Regions from separate parts of the Mus musculus genome. Here region 2 is linked to region 1. Evidence: chromatin contacts called from public promoter capture Hi-C data. All regions are on one chromosome and are shown on one strand. Each heading gives the region's core, a stretch centred on a gene start, on an enhancer-like site or on the middle of the called end of the contact. The rest is flanking DNA. Distances are from core to core; before and after follow the strand shown. Region 1 holds the start of Eef1d (eukaryotic translation elongation factor 1 delta (guanine nucleotide exchange protein)). Region 2 holds the start of Gpt (glutamic pyruvic transaminase, soluble).

Region 1 (6,891 bases), core at 2,266-4,765:
GGGGGGCTCCTTGGCTCAGGTGAAGGGAGATACAGGGTGCTATGTGGGCGTACTTACTTTTGCTTTGGCCTCCTAGGACAGCATGAAGGAAAAGCAGCAAGGTTAGAGCGGTGGGAAAGGCCACCCATGCCAAGACAGCAGCTTGGGCAGCCTTTTAGAAACTGCTTGTCTAGATGGCATGGCAACACAAGATAAAATGGTAGTATCTATCACCACCAAATCCCAGGAGGCTGCCTAAGCCCTCAAACTTGAGAGGCAGCACTCTTCCATTAGCCCTTGATATGTAGCTCTCAGGTTCCTATTATCTAAGAGACAAGCAGAAACCACCATGGAAGCTGCCTGCTCCCACCCTCTTCTAAGCTCCCACCTGCATCAAGGTGAGCTAGCACCTACAGGTGCTCCCTTAGCTGTGAAAGAAACCCAGCCTCTCTCCTTCACTGACAGGGCTTTGGGACCATGTGCTCCAGGTCCACACAGCTCCAAGCTGTGGGTCTCTGCTGCCACCAGGAACCAACACTGAATGATACCACCTCTGTGTTGGGGACATAGAGACCAAGCAGATAGGGGTGCCGTCCTAAGACATTGGTTGTAGTAAGTACAAGCAGCAAAGGCTCCCAAGGGAGACAAAGTCTCCCTTCCCCAGCCTGCTTCCCCACAGGTGCACAACAGGCTGAGAACTTAGCCAGTTTGCACCCAGACTTTGGCATACCTGAACTCCATTGCTTCCCTGGAGGACACACACACACACACACACACACACGCACACACGCGCCCGCAAGCTGTCCAGGAAAAACCAGCCTGGAAACAAGTAGCAGTGAGTGTCTCAAACCCGCACAGGGCAAGCTTGTCTGTCCCCACATCCCTACACAGGGTTGGCCGCCTTCTTCCTGAGGCTTTAATCTAGGCAATAGCAGGAACATGCTGAAGAGACTGAAGTACCAGAGAAAGCAAGCTTCCAGACAAGCAGGCTCTGCCCTGCTCCCAGTCATAGGCTATAGGATATAGGACCTAAGGACCTGGTCAGCTATCAAGTTCATGCCTGAGCTCTGGGGGCACTGCATGCAGACAGCTCAAGTGTCAGACAAGGCCTGATGGGTCTTAGGTCCTGAGATAACAACAGAGCCAGGCATGGCTATGTAGCCCAGCACCCAGACCTAGCTTCCTCCACTCACAAGAAGCTTGTACTAGCTAGCTGCAGCCTCTCAGGGCTGAGCTACCACTTCTCTGTAAAGAAGCGCACATGTGTTCCGGGCTCTCATAACTCCTACCAATCTGGGCCAGGCAGCAGCCTCTGCCAAGGGTACTTCTGGCTTGGGAACTGGACCCTGAGGAAGATGAGAAAGGCTATGTCACAGCTGTGCCCCATCTCAGTAGCAAACACCTTGAGGGTTCCACATGCTGGGAATAAAAGTCCACAGAAAAGCTGGCTTTCTGAGCCCTAAGCCCATACCTTTCTGTCCTCTGGACATTCGGAGGTAGCATGTCACCCCCTCAGTCTTGACAGTGATGAGCTCCCAGTACTGTCTGTCCTCCACAGGATTAGAAATGTGCAAGGTGGGTAGGGAACAGGTCTGTCAGAAAAGTTCAACTTGTATCCCTTCACGCTTATAGCCACATCCTCTGGGCTCACCTGGCCTGAGTCTGTGAACAGATGCTGCCCATGGGGGCTTTTTCTGTGTCTGGTATTCAAAGGGGGCAGCTGGTAGCACTTGGAATGTGAGGACTCACGAGCTTTTCAGTCACAACAGCCACGCAGTGTGACTCTCCCACTGCAGCTTATGTTGGCACAGGAGTGGTGTCTTGGTCTTTTTTTCCCATGGGTTAGTAGATTCTCATCTCCAAGCTCCCACCCTGCTTCTCTGCCTCTGGGATATCCCAGTCCTACTCAGAAACACTGGCCTGAGCTGTCTGCCCACTTTGAGACCCAGAGGCTAATGCTGTCACTCCAGTCTAAACCCACCCAGCCCCAATCTCCTTACCCCCAAATGCTATTGTTTGTTGGCTCTATTTCTGTTCCAGCAGACGGTACCTTGACCTGACACACAGGTCTTGGGACTCTGCTAGACGACTTGCTTTCTCAGCTCTTCCTTTACACCTGATAATATCTGGACCATACCTTGGGGGCATTGGTTGTGTGTCATCTTAGACACAGGAAGGAGAATGAAAACTCTGATTGGTAGAACCACCCAAGTCTGCTGAGTCAAGTGATGTGTGGAACTGGAGACCAAAGCACGTTCCAGCACCCGGATTTCACATGTTTCAATGACTCCAACATTCAATAGGCACACAGCATCTTAGACCCCTGGCTCAGAAGAAATGTTTAATGCCAGCATCTCCTACCTGCATCCCCCAAGTGTCACTCTTGCTATCAAGCCCTCTCAAGCACTTTTGCCTCATCTGTACTATGCCACGGAGCCTCACCTATCCAAAAGATAAGCCCGGAGGACGACCCTGCAGCAGCCTTCTCCTGAGAGGGCAGAAAGCCATGCAGAGCAAATCCCAGGCAACCAAGTCTAAATGGCTCCCTCTGCCAACTCTCCAACTGTTTGCTGAGTTCTCCTCCCACAGTCCGAGAGAAGGTTCATGATGTACTGGCCATCACAGAGCCTGGGAAGGGGACTCCTTGTCCCTTTGACTTCTTCCTCTTGACTCTGTTGCCCCACGGGATTGGCTTAGGGGGCACTCGGTAGTCCTGTCACATCCATCCTTTGCTTCATCCATGAGAATCCGCCTGAGATAAGACCCAGTTATCCATCCCCGAGTGACAGGGCCAATTCAGAAGCATCCTTGGGAGTAGCATCCCAACATTATAGCTTCACCAAGTTCTTTTTGCTGCAGGGTAGCCGTTCACTCTAGAAAACCATGATGCCCGGAGAGAGTGCTCATGTATTAGAAAAGGGGCGACCGTACCCTTCAACGCCCCTTTCCAAAGAAAGCTGCCCAGATCACCTTATTCAAATCAGTAAGTAGAGCTAGTCCTGTTACTTTTGAGCAAATCGACACCACCACGCCCTTTTTTCTACCCTGTGTTCGTGGACCGTACGAGTTCCACCAGTCAGCACCCGAAGCAACCTCCCTCTATGCCTAGAGTTAGGTACGCCCTTGGTGCTTAACCGCAAAGACCTAGGGCGTTAGCAAGAGCTGGGCCCCCAAAATTCCGGAGCCAGCCCGACCGCAGGCAACCGTGTCACTCAAGGCCGTGCCGTGCTGGGATGTGCGGAGCCACCGCGCAGCCAGCCTGAAGCAGCGCTCCGGAATCTGGCAACCATGTGGCCAGCGGCCCGCCTCCACACAGGCCCAGACGCCCGCCCGCAGCCCGCACTGTCCCACGGGAGGCAACCCTAACGGCGCGGGGCCCGGGCACTCCAGGCCTCCGCCGCACGTGCGCTCCTTGAGGCGGGGCCCCCGGTACTCACACGCCAGCCAAGGACGCAGCAACCAAAACCTGGAACTGCGAGCTCAGGACTGCAAAGGAGAGGGAGGGCGCCCGCGCAGCTCCCGGAAAACGCAGCGGCATAGACCACGAAAGGCACGGCGGGGGGTCCAACCCTGGGCACGCGCTGTCTTGCCCTCAGAGCGTGCATCACGATGCATGCAGGAACCACCATGGTAGAAGCAAAGGAAGAGCTACCTTGAGAGCCGCGCTTCACCTCAAGAGTTGTCGCTAGGAGCGGAGAACCGGATCTCCCAACACGCCGAACCCCTCCTCAGCTCGAAGAGTGGATCCGTCCGACGAGGGCGGGACGTAATGAAGCTGATGTGCGCACGCGCTAGTGACGCGCCCAAGGCCAGACTGTGCGCAGGCGCCACGAGGCGAAGTGGGCGGGCCTTGCGGGCCGGGGCAGGCAAGGCTGGCGAGACAAAAGGGAGGGACCCGGGCAGCCCCGCCCCCGAGCCCCGCCCCGAGCGGCCCGCGCGGGGTGTCAGGCTCGCTTTCCCGGGTGGTCCCTGGCGCCGACGCCATGTACCCCGCGAGCCCTCCGGCCGGCCCAGCCCTGCACCCGGTCCCGCATCGCGCTCGTCTTCCCCAGCCACGGTGCCTTGCTGAGCCGCCGCGATCGCCGGCGCCCGGCCCGGGTTCCACGGCGCGCCCGCCGCCGCCCCCAGCGCCCGGGCCGCGGCCCCGGGTGGCCGTGAAGATGACTTTCCGCAAGGCCTACTCAATCAAAGACAAGCTGCAAGCCATCGAGCGCGTCAAGGGCGGTGAGCGGCAGGCCAGCGTGTGCCGCGACTTCGGCGTGCCAGGCGGCACTCTGCGCGGCTGGCTCAAGGACGAGCCCAAGCTGCGCTGGTTTTTGGACCAGCTGGGTGGAGAAGTGGGCACGCAGCGCAAGAAGATGCGTCTGGCCAACGAGGAGGAGATCGACCGCGCCGTCTACTCGTGGTTCCTCACCTTGCGCCAGCACGGTGTGCCGCTATCCGGGCCAGTTATCCAAGCGCAGGCTGAGGCCTTTGCTCGCCAGATCTACGGCCCCGAGTGTACCTTCAAGGCTAGCCACGGCTGGTTCTGGCGCTGGCAGAAGCGCCATGGCATCTCTAGCCAGCGCATCTATGGTGAGGCTGAGTCCCCGGTCGCAGGCCCCGCGCCTGTCAAAGAGGAGCCGGCGCAGTCACCAGGCGCAGTTCTCGTACCTGACGGCGCGCCAGCCACTCTACCCCACTCCGAGGGCGGCTATGGCGACGAGCAGATCTACAATGCTAACGTTACTGGTCTCTATTGGAGGTTACTTCCGGAGCAGGCCTCAACTCCGGGCACTGGGGACTCCAAAGAGCCTGGTGGGTGCAGCCGACGCTGGCGCAGTGACCGAGTGACAGTACTGCTGGCCGCCAACCTGACGGGCAGCCACAAGCTGAAACCACTAGTCATCGGGCAGCTACCGGACCCACCCAGCCTGCGTCACCACAACCAGGACAAGTTCCCGGCCTCCTACCGCTACAGTCCGGATGCCTGGCTCAGTCGCCCGCTTCTTCGGGGCTGGTTCTTCGAGGAATTTGTCCCTGGCGTCAAGCGCTACCTGCGCCGAAGCTGCCTGCAACAGAAGGCTGTGCTGCTGGTGGCCCATCCACCCTGTCCGAGTTGGGCCACTAGCATGCCTCCCCTGGAGGAGAGCGAGGAGACTCCCAGGCAGTGCCAGCCTGAGCTCCTTGGGTCCCCAGAGGAACTTCAAACACCTGATGGTGCAGTTCGAGTGCTCTTCTTATCCAAGGGCACCAGCCGAGCACACATCCCTGCACCGTTGGAGCACGGCGTGGTGGCAGCCTTCAAGCATTTGTACAAACGCGAGCTCCTGCGGCTTGCTGTGTCTTGTGCCAGTGGCTCCCCTCTGGACTTCATGAGAAGCTTCGTTCTCAAGGACATGCTGTACCTGGCTGGCCTCTCTTGGGACTTGGTCCAGGCAGGCAGCATAGAGCGCTGCTGGCTGCTGGGTCTGCGAGCAGCCTTTGAGCCTGGGCAGCAGCCAGCTCACCAGGTAGAGGAGACTGCCGAACACAGCAGGGTGCTCAGTGACCTCACACATCTGGCAGCTCTGGCTTACAAGCGCCTGGCACCTGAAGAGGTGGCCCAGTGGCTACACCTGGATGATGATGGAGGCCTTCCGGAAGGCTGCAGAGAAGAGGTGGCCCCCGCTGCTCCTCCATCCCCAGCTAGCCTGCCCTCTAGCATCGGGGCTGGAGAGGAGGAGGAGGAGGCCACCGAACAAGGAGGAGTGTTGGTACCTACTGCTGGGGAAGCTGTCTGGGGACTAGAGACAGCTCTGAGGTGGCTAGAGAGCCAGGATCCCAGAGAAGTGGGGCCGCTGAGGCTTGTGCAGCTACGTTCTCTCATTACCATGGCACGGAGGCTTGGGGGTATTGGGCCCTCAGCTGTAACTTCTGATGATGGTGTGTGACTACCTTGGCCCAGTGGTCTTTTTCCTGCCTCACTGGGAGAGAGGGGGCACATACAGTCTGCCATCTTCCACCTTTTCTCCCCGGTAGTCCACTGTATGGGTCCGGGGATGCAAGCCCAGCCCAGTTTGGAGGAGTTCTATAAGTAAAGGATGTACTGCCCCAATCCACAGGGTCTGGGGAAGTGGCTATGTTCTTCCCTGGGTAGGCACATGTGGGCACATAAGCACAGCCCCTACTGGAGAACAGTTGACTGTACTTCCACTCTGGCCCCTATGGGGCTCACACACACACACACACACCTACCTGCCTCCGAGTGCACTGCCTGAGGCTGCTGCTGTTTCATCTGCTTCCCTGGTGCTACCTGGTCTCATCTCAGTGGGGAAGCATTTGGTTCTTGGTTTTGTTTTAAAAACATTAAACCTGTTTGGAAAGATGCTCTTCCTGGGGAACCCATGAGTGCTGACTGACAGGGTGAGGTGGTCTCTGGGGCTCTCTTGCCCTTGCTCTGATAACTCAGGTCCTTATGGTGCTGGATCAAAGCCCAGGCTAGGCTCCATCCAGTCCCTGGTGAGCCCGGTGCCTGGTGAGGTTTTGGATGCAGCAGAGAGTATAGCAAATTCTGTTCTACTTGGATTTTTAGTCCCTCCCACTCCCCAGCCCCCTTTAAGTACTCCATTCTGGATAGGTCTTCTATTCATGAGGTTAGCAAGTGTTTGGATCAATGGGCAGGACAAACCACAAAGCACTTTGTTTAGCTCCAGGGCAGTCTGATCTACCTGGAAACATGCCCTAGCCTTTGCAACCATCTGGGAACTCTGCAGTGCCTTAGAGTCAACCTCTAGCCCCATGGGCTCTTCCTGCACCAGCCTTCTCCAGGAACTATGGCTGGATAGCCCAGGTTGAAGGAGAAAAGGCTCAAAGGAATGTCCACATTTTGTATCTGCTGCTCTGCCCAGCTGTGGATTCAGATGACTGCTGGCCGTCTGGAGCTAAGGCACC
Region 2 (6,891 bases), core at 2,027-4,526, 790 kb after region 1:
AGAATTGCTTGTGGCACATGGGGCTGATCTGAATGGAAAATCTCTGGTGGACGAGACACCCCTCGGTGAGTGTGGGGTTGCCTACATCTGGTGGAAGGGAGTGGCCATGAACGTGCCCATGACACCTCTGTCCATCTCTCCTCAGATGTATGTGGTGATGAGGAGGTGAGAGCCAAACTGCTGGAGCTCAAGCACAAGCAAGATGCACTCCTGCGGGCCCAGGGCCGCCAGCGCTCCCTGCTGCGCCGCCGTACCTCTAGTGCAGGCAGCCGTGGGTAAGCCTCCTGCTGTGGTCACTGTCCGCTTGTTGAGACCTAGGCTTTGCCCCTAGGGACATCAGCTGGCGGTGATATCCCAGTAGGATTTGTGGGCATTGGTTGTAAGATGGGTAATGACGTCTCAACTTTCTCTCTCCCAGGAAGGTGGTGAGACGAGTGAGCCTGACACATCGCACCAACCTGTACCGCAAGGAGCATGCCCAAGAGGCCATTGTGTGGCAGCAGCCGCCACCCACCAGTCCAGAACCTCTAGAGGATGAGGACAGGCAGACAGACGCTGAGCTCCGGCTGCAGCCCCCGGAGGTGAGCACGCAGCCTCTGTACTGTCCCAGGTGTGGAGCAGTCCTGGTGTGTGATCTGATTATTTAGTGCCTAGTCCTCTATCCGCACTAGCCCTCTATGGAGGCAGTAGGCCCAGTGATCCCGTGGGCAGGTATCTGCTGCTGACATGGCCCCCCACTCTTATGTCTGTCTGTCTACTACCACTTCACACAAACTTGAAGCCCAAGGCTGGTGTAGGCGGAAACAAGCACCTCCTGATGGCTTCTGGGTTCCTGGCTCTGTTCACAGGACGATGGCCCTGAGGTGGCCAGACCACACAATGGCCAAGTAGGGGCCCCCCCCGGGAGACACCTGTACTCCAAGCGTCTAGATCGGAGTGTCTCCTATCATCTGAGTCCTGAGGAGAACAGTGCCCCTGATGCCCTCGTCCGGGACAAGGCCCACCACACACTGGCAGAACTGAAACGCCAGCGAGCGGCTGCAAAGCTTCAGCGACCTGCCCCTGAAGGGCCTGAGACTTTTGAGCCTGGCCTGTCTGTTGATGCTGGGACCTCCCAGCCTGACTGTGGCTTCAGCACAATTGGGGACCCGCCCCTGCTCAAGCTCACTGCTCCCTCGGAGGAGGCGTCTGTGGAGAAGAGGCCGTGTTGCTTGCTCATGTGAAATGTGATTCCTCAGTATGGCAGGGTTCAACCCCATGCCCAGCCGGAGGCTTCCTCACGATCTCTGGCCTGGTGACCCACTTAGCACATACCCCTGTGCTGTGGGGGAGCCGGCACAGAGCCCCATCCCCCTCCCAGCCCAGGACACTGGCCACCTTGCTCAGGGATGGACTATGCAGAGCTCTACCTATGGGCCTCAGGCCACAGTCTGTTTATTGTGACTCTTGATAAAGGCTGTTTGCCACGGAGCCTTCCCATGTGTCTCACTGGTTAGGAGCCACCCATGCCCAGGAGCACCCAAACCTGTAGATAGGTGCATGCTCGGGCTTGCAGGTAGCAGCCCCAGCCTTTGTGGGAGAAAGGCTCAAGGCCATAGGCAAGAAGCCCAGCCTTAACTTCCACCTCTCCTAGTTGGTTCAGCTTCTTGGAGGCTCTTCTGTAACCCTTTGCTTTCCTGAAAGCAGTAGGACACTTTGGAAAAAACTCTTCATGGGTGATGGAGTGGGTGGCCATGCAGAGGGACAGGAACGCTGGCTGGAAGGGAGACAGTGTTTTCCACAGGACTGGGCCAGAGCCAGCAGCGTGAAACAGGCAGAAGACTGGCATTAGTTAGGTGCTTCCCAGGGTCATGGTCTCAGTTTCTGGCATGAAGCCCTGATCCTGGGGCATGTCTGCCAGCTTCCGCCTGTGCTGGTATAGGTGACAAGCAGTTGGCCACTTGGGCTGTGCTGGCTAGGGACAGTGTATCAGAATGAGAGGGGCCCTTTAGGGGCCTCAAGCTAGAGGGAAGAAGGCAATTCTAGATCATGACCGTTGCATTTGTATTTGCATGGCCATCTCTACGAGGTCACATGGGCACTGACCTGGTCAGCCTGGTGTCCATCCTCAGGGCCTGTCCTTCCTCTAGCACCTGTGGTTGGAGGGTTAGTGTCCTTGGAAGGGCTTGGGGGAGGGTTGGTGATGACTGCTGGTTAAATTTAGAGTAGGGCTGTGCCGCCGCTGCCTGAAGTCCACCTGCTACCACTCCTACTTGGGCCCTGCTAGTAAGAGGCAGGCAGTGGCAGGTTCTGCCAGGGCCAAGCCTATATTAATCTGTGGTGTGTCCTGAGGGCCAGAGAAAGGCCACTGAGCTGGGAGGCTACTGTGGCATCAGAGCCAAGAGATCAGAGGTGAGTGTGTCCCCACTCCAGGGCCTCCAGGGACAGAGGGATTAAGGCTCACCTCATGCCTTCCTAGCTGCCTGCTGCCCAGCTTAGAAGTCATTCTCCCCAGCCCTTAGCCTGAGCCATGATGGGTCCAAGGGCTTAGATGACCAGGTGTTGAGCAAGTCTATAAGCTTTCTAGAAGGCCAGTGGGAGTGGGGTACTGTGGGCCTATCAGAGCTCACTTCCTGTTCTCTCTACCAATCAGGAGCAGCAGGGAAGGGGACTTAGTTACCCTTGGCCTGGGTTGTCGACCTAAGGGCACCCTCAAGCTGATGTGTATTGAAAGGGCATGAGGGCAGTCCAGGGTGAGGTGTGTCCAGAACTAGCTGTCCCGTCTCCAGTCTCTTCCCCTCCCCCTAAACCCTTGCAGTGGCTCATCAGAGACCAAGGTCCAAGCATAGCACTCTGTCAGTCCCCATGGAACCCAGAGACTACACATCTTTCTCCCTTCCCCCAGTGCTCCCCAGATTCCCAAGGCCTGGCTTAGTTACCTAGGAGACAAGTCCACTTGCTTAAAGTAAAGATGGAGTGTGTATCAGGTCTGAGGCCTAGGCTTCAGCTGGGCCTTGCTAGGGTAAATCTCCAGTAGTCCCTGGTTCTGTTCTTAATAGGCTGAGATGCTCAGTGCTCTCTTCTCCCAGTTTCCAGTGTGTCAAGTATTGAACCATCCGTCTGTCCCTACTCCCCAAGTGGGTCTCTTGCTCCCTCGTGGGGACACTAGGCGGCACTGGGCCTCGCCCCAAGCCCCGCCTGCTGCCTTACCAACTCCCTCTGGCACCCTGGGGCAGATCTGTGCCCAGCCTGATGGGGCGGGGCCCAGGGTGCTCCAGTTCCTTCAGCCTTTTCTGCCCCTTTCAGTAGGGCCAGAAGGCTGCCGTGGAGAGGGTGGTGCCTTACCTCACGCAGACTCCCCATTCCCAGCCCTGCTCCCCAACTGGACCCTTCTTCTTGAGCCAGCATTCTTGCCTGCTTTGAGCAGCCATGGCCTCACAAAGGAATGACCGGATCCAGGCTTCAAGGAATGGACTGAAGGGGAAGGTGCTAACTCTGGATACCATGAACCCATGTGTGCGGAGGGTGGAGTATGCAGTCCGAGGCCCCATCGTGCAACGTGCCTTGGAGCTGGAGCAGGAGCTGCGCCAGGTATTGCCTTGGGCCACTTACTGCCCTTCTGCTAAACTTGGGCTGCTGAGCTCGTCCCCAGCACAGTGGAATGTGGGACAAAGGCAGTAGAGTAGGGTGGTGGTGTTCAATCTCCCTGCCCGCTTCCTTTCTTTCCCAGGGTGTGAAGAAGCCTTTTACTGAGGTTATCCGTGCCAATATTGGGGATGCACAAGCCATGGGGCAGAGACCCATCACCTTCTTCCGCCAGGTTAGGCTGCTGTACTACCTGTGGTTACTCCTCCTTCCCCAGCTGCTCTGGACTCAGTACTTGGTTCTTCCAGGTCCTGGCCCTCTGTGTCTACCCCAATCTTCTGAGCAGTCCGGACTTCCCAGAGGATGCCAAGAGAAGGGCAGAACGCATCTTGCAGGCATGCGGGGGCCACAGCCTGGGTGAGTGCGAGCTCTAGGTGGAGCCCAAGCCTTAAGGAGAGGCAGAGAGGGACGAGTCCCTTGGGAAGATTACAGGACTTGGCCCACCTCATTTAGCTTGTCCCCTTTCAGGTGCCTATAGCATTAGCTCTGGAATCCAGCCGATTCGGGAGGATGTGGCGCAATATATTGAGAGGAGAGACGGAGGCATCCCTGCAGACCCGAACAACATATTTCTGTCCACAGGGGCCAGCGATGCCATCGTGGTAGGGTAGCCCAGGGCAGGGCAGGTCAAATCGGAGTAGCCCTATGTGTGAGGCTAGATGGGGCTGAGTCTGGTGCAGCAGCGTCAGCACAGGGCGGTGGTGGGGGCGGGGTGGGGTGTACAACTCTGGTTGCACTAACGCTGGGCTCCCTATCCGGCCTACAGACCATGCTCAAGCTGCTGGTAGCCGGCGAGGGCCGTGCGCGAACCGGTGTACTCATTCCCATTCCTCAGTACCCACTGTACTCAGCTGCGCTGGCTGAGCTGGACGCCGTGCAAGTGGACTACTACCTGGACGAAGAGCGCGCCTGGGCTCTTGACATCGCTGAGCTGCGGCGCGCTCTGTGCCAGGCACGTGACCGCTGCTGCCCTCGAGTACTATGCGTCATCAACCCCGGCAACCCCACGGGTAAACCTATCAGCTCCGCCCCCTGCAGTTTCACTCTTTTTACCCCCCCCCCCCCGCTAGCTCCGCCTCACTGGGCTCCTCCTTCCAGCCCCGCCTCTTCCTCCAGAACCTGCCCTTGCTCTCCAACCCCAAGCGCCTGGGCTGAGCACTCTTGGGCTTGGTTCTCTGTTGCCCGCGGGCGGCTGACTTTCCAGTCAGTGATGCATCTTCACACTCCAGGGCAGGTGCAGACCCGTGAATGCATCGAGGCCGTAATCCGCTTTGCTTTCGAAGAGGGACTCTTCCTGATGGCTGATGAGGTACACACAGGGGCACACAGAGTGGTGAGCAGCAGCTCAGCCCCCAGCCTGAATGACACTGCCACCCCTACAGGTATACCAAGACAATGTATATGCTGAGGGCTCTCAGTTCCATTCATTCAAGAAGGTGCTCACGGAGATGGGGCCACCATATGCCACGCAGCAGGAGCTCGCGTCTTTCCACTCAGTCTCTAAGGGCTACATGGGCGAGTGCGTACAGGCTCAGGTGGTGGTGGTGGTGGTGAAGCGGGGAGGGCTAGAGGACTCTCAGTCACTGCCACGGTGGCGCACCCTCTTCCCAGACCAGCCTCAACTCATGCTCTCCTGGGCAGGTGCGGGTTTCGTGGTGGCTATGTGGAAGTGGTAAACATGGATGCCGAGGTGCAGAAACAGATGGCGAAACTGATGAGCGTGCGGTTGTGTCCACCAGTGCCGGGCCAGGCTTTGATGGGCATGGTGGTCAGTCCGCCAACCCCCTCGGAGCCGTCCTTCAAGCAGTTTCAAGCAGTGAGCAGACCAGACCAGGCCAAAGATACCTGGTGATCCGGCTTTGGGTGGGACTATAGAGGGACACGTTGAAACCCTCTTCCATGATTCCCTCCTGTGACTGCAGGAGAGGCAGGAGGTGCTGGCTGAACTGGCAGCCAAGGCTAAACTCACGGAGCAGGTCTTCAACGAGGCCCCCGGGATCCGCTGCAACCCGGTGCAGGGCGCTATGTATTCCTTCCCTCAAATTCAGCTGCCTTTGAAAGCAGTGCAGCGTGCGCAGGTGGGGCATGCAGGGCTACATGGGGGCCGAGCAGGGTGTGGGCCTGGCGCCAGGCTGTGAGCTGACCACCCTCCTGACCCCCAGGACCTGGGCCTGGCCCCTGACATGTTCTTCTGTCTGTGCCTCCTGGAAGAGACTGGCATCTGCGTTGTGCCTGGGAGTGGCTTTGGGCAGCAGGAGGGCACCTATCATTTCCGGTGAGACCCGGGATGGGTTGACCCTGCCACTAATGGACCTGTACTTCACGCTGACCATTTGTCCTTTTCAGGATGACCATTCTGCCCCCCATGGAGAAACTGCGGGTGCTGCTGGAGAAACTGAGGCACTTCCATGCTAAATTCACTCATGAGTACTCCTGAAGCCACTGCTAGGGCCACACTGGATGCTCTCTGACTCAACAAACTGAGGGTCCTTGGGAGCCCTCACTATTTCTGATTTTGCATAGGGTCTGGGTACTTGTCCCTGCAGGTCCCTAATAAAGCTGGGTGTAGGCCTGATTTGAGGTGGCTGCCTGGGTGACCCCAGCTTTGACTCACCTGACTGGCTTTGTGTAGACACACAGACTCCACATAAGGGACACTGGAAACGGCATCTAGAGGAGTTGCTAAGGATGGTTCCCAGGGAAGGGAGGACCCTCCAGATCGTCATTCCTACATTTGGCTTGAGACAGTGCATCTGTGGGCTAGGTCTTCAGTCTTAAGTGTGGGGCATGTGATGATCGGTTACATAAAATCAACTAACATGCCAGTAAAAGGTGTGACGGCAGAGCATCTGCCTTTTAGGGCCGCAACAGAACCACTTTGGGAGGGGGTGAGGTCTGAGGGAATGCAGGGGAAAGAGACCTCAGAGGCTGTGTCAGAAACAGTAACCTTGCTCCGGGACACAGCCGTGTGTGCCAACCACAGTAGGGAGGTATTCAGCTCTTACAGCCAAGTTAGGACTGACAGCAAGGGCTTGGGCGGTGCCCACCTCCGGCAGAGCAGAGCAGGGGAGGTCCTTTTGCAAAGCACATTTAGGAACCCTTGGGGCAGATGTGTGCTAATGGAAAGATACATCCTGGACTGGGAGGCTCAGGATGAGCCCCTGTGCACAGTAGACACTGCTGGGGTTCAACTTGTTTGGTCTGCAGTGTTCCTCTGCGGTAGGCAAAGCCGTCCTCCATCCCCTAAGTTTTGTGGTACTGGGGATT

The links. Capture Hi-C pulls out chosen DNA fragments and counts their contacts.
Region 2: a promoter capture Hi-C map of liver shows a contact between it and region 1, with 2.7 times the contacts expected there. The contact joins the promoter of Gpt here to the promoter of Eef1d in region 1. A contact is called at or near these places in 2 of 39 promoter capture datasets (liver and pre-B cells), 1 of 484 Hi-C or Micro-C datasets (double positive thymocytes), 1 of 115 datasets of contacts at active chromatin or transcription factors (bone marrow-derived macrophages) and 2 of 9 other capture datasets (liver and macrophages).

The regions. Positions count from the first base shown.
Region 1 is chr15:75,905,829-75,912,719 of GRCm38.p6, forward strand. It overlaps Eef1d (eukaryotic translation elongation factor 1 delta (guanine nucleotide exchange protein)), which reads right to left and starts at 3,516. Exons shown (of 10, transcript NM_029663.2): 1 at 3,417-3,516; 2 at 58-72. Tigd5 (tigger transposable element derived 5) reads left to right here and starts at 3,907. Exons shown (of 1, transcript NM_178646.4): 1 at 3,907-6,891. The coding sequence starts at 3,963. The coding sequence ends at 5,891.
Region 2 is chr15:76,693,450-76,700,340 of GRCm38.p6, forward strand. It overlaps Gpt (glutamic pyruvic transaminase, soluble), which reads left to right and starts at 3,277. Exons shown (of 11, transcript NM_182805.3): 1 at 3,277-3,570; 2 at 3,710-3,799; 3 at 3,873-3,981; 4 at 4,093-4,226; 5 at 4,391-4,634; 6 at 4,854-4,933; 7 at 5,007-5,143; 8 at 5,266-5,440; 9 at 5,547-5,702; 10 at 5,787-5,899; 11 at 5,971-6,226. The coding sequence starts at 3,409. The coding sequence ends at 6,061. It overlaps Ppp1r16a (protein phosphatase 1, regulatory subunit 16A), which reads left to right. Exons shown (of 12, transcript NM_001358933.1): 9 at 1-65; 10 at 146-275; 11 at 419-581; 12 at 849-1,470. The coding sequence ends at 1,223.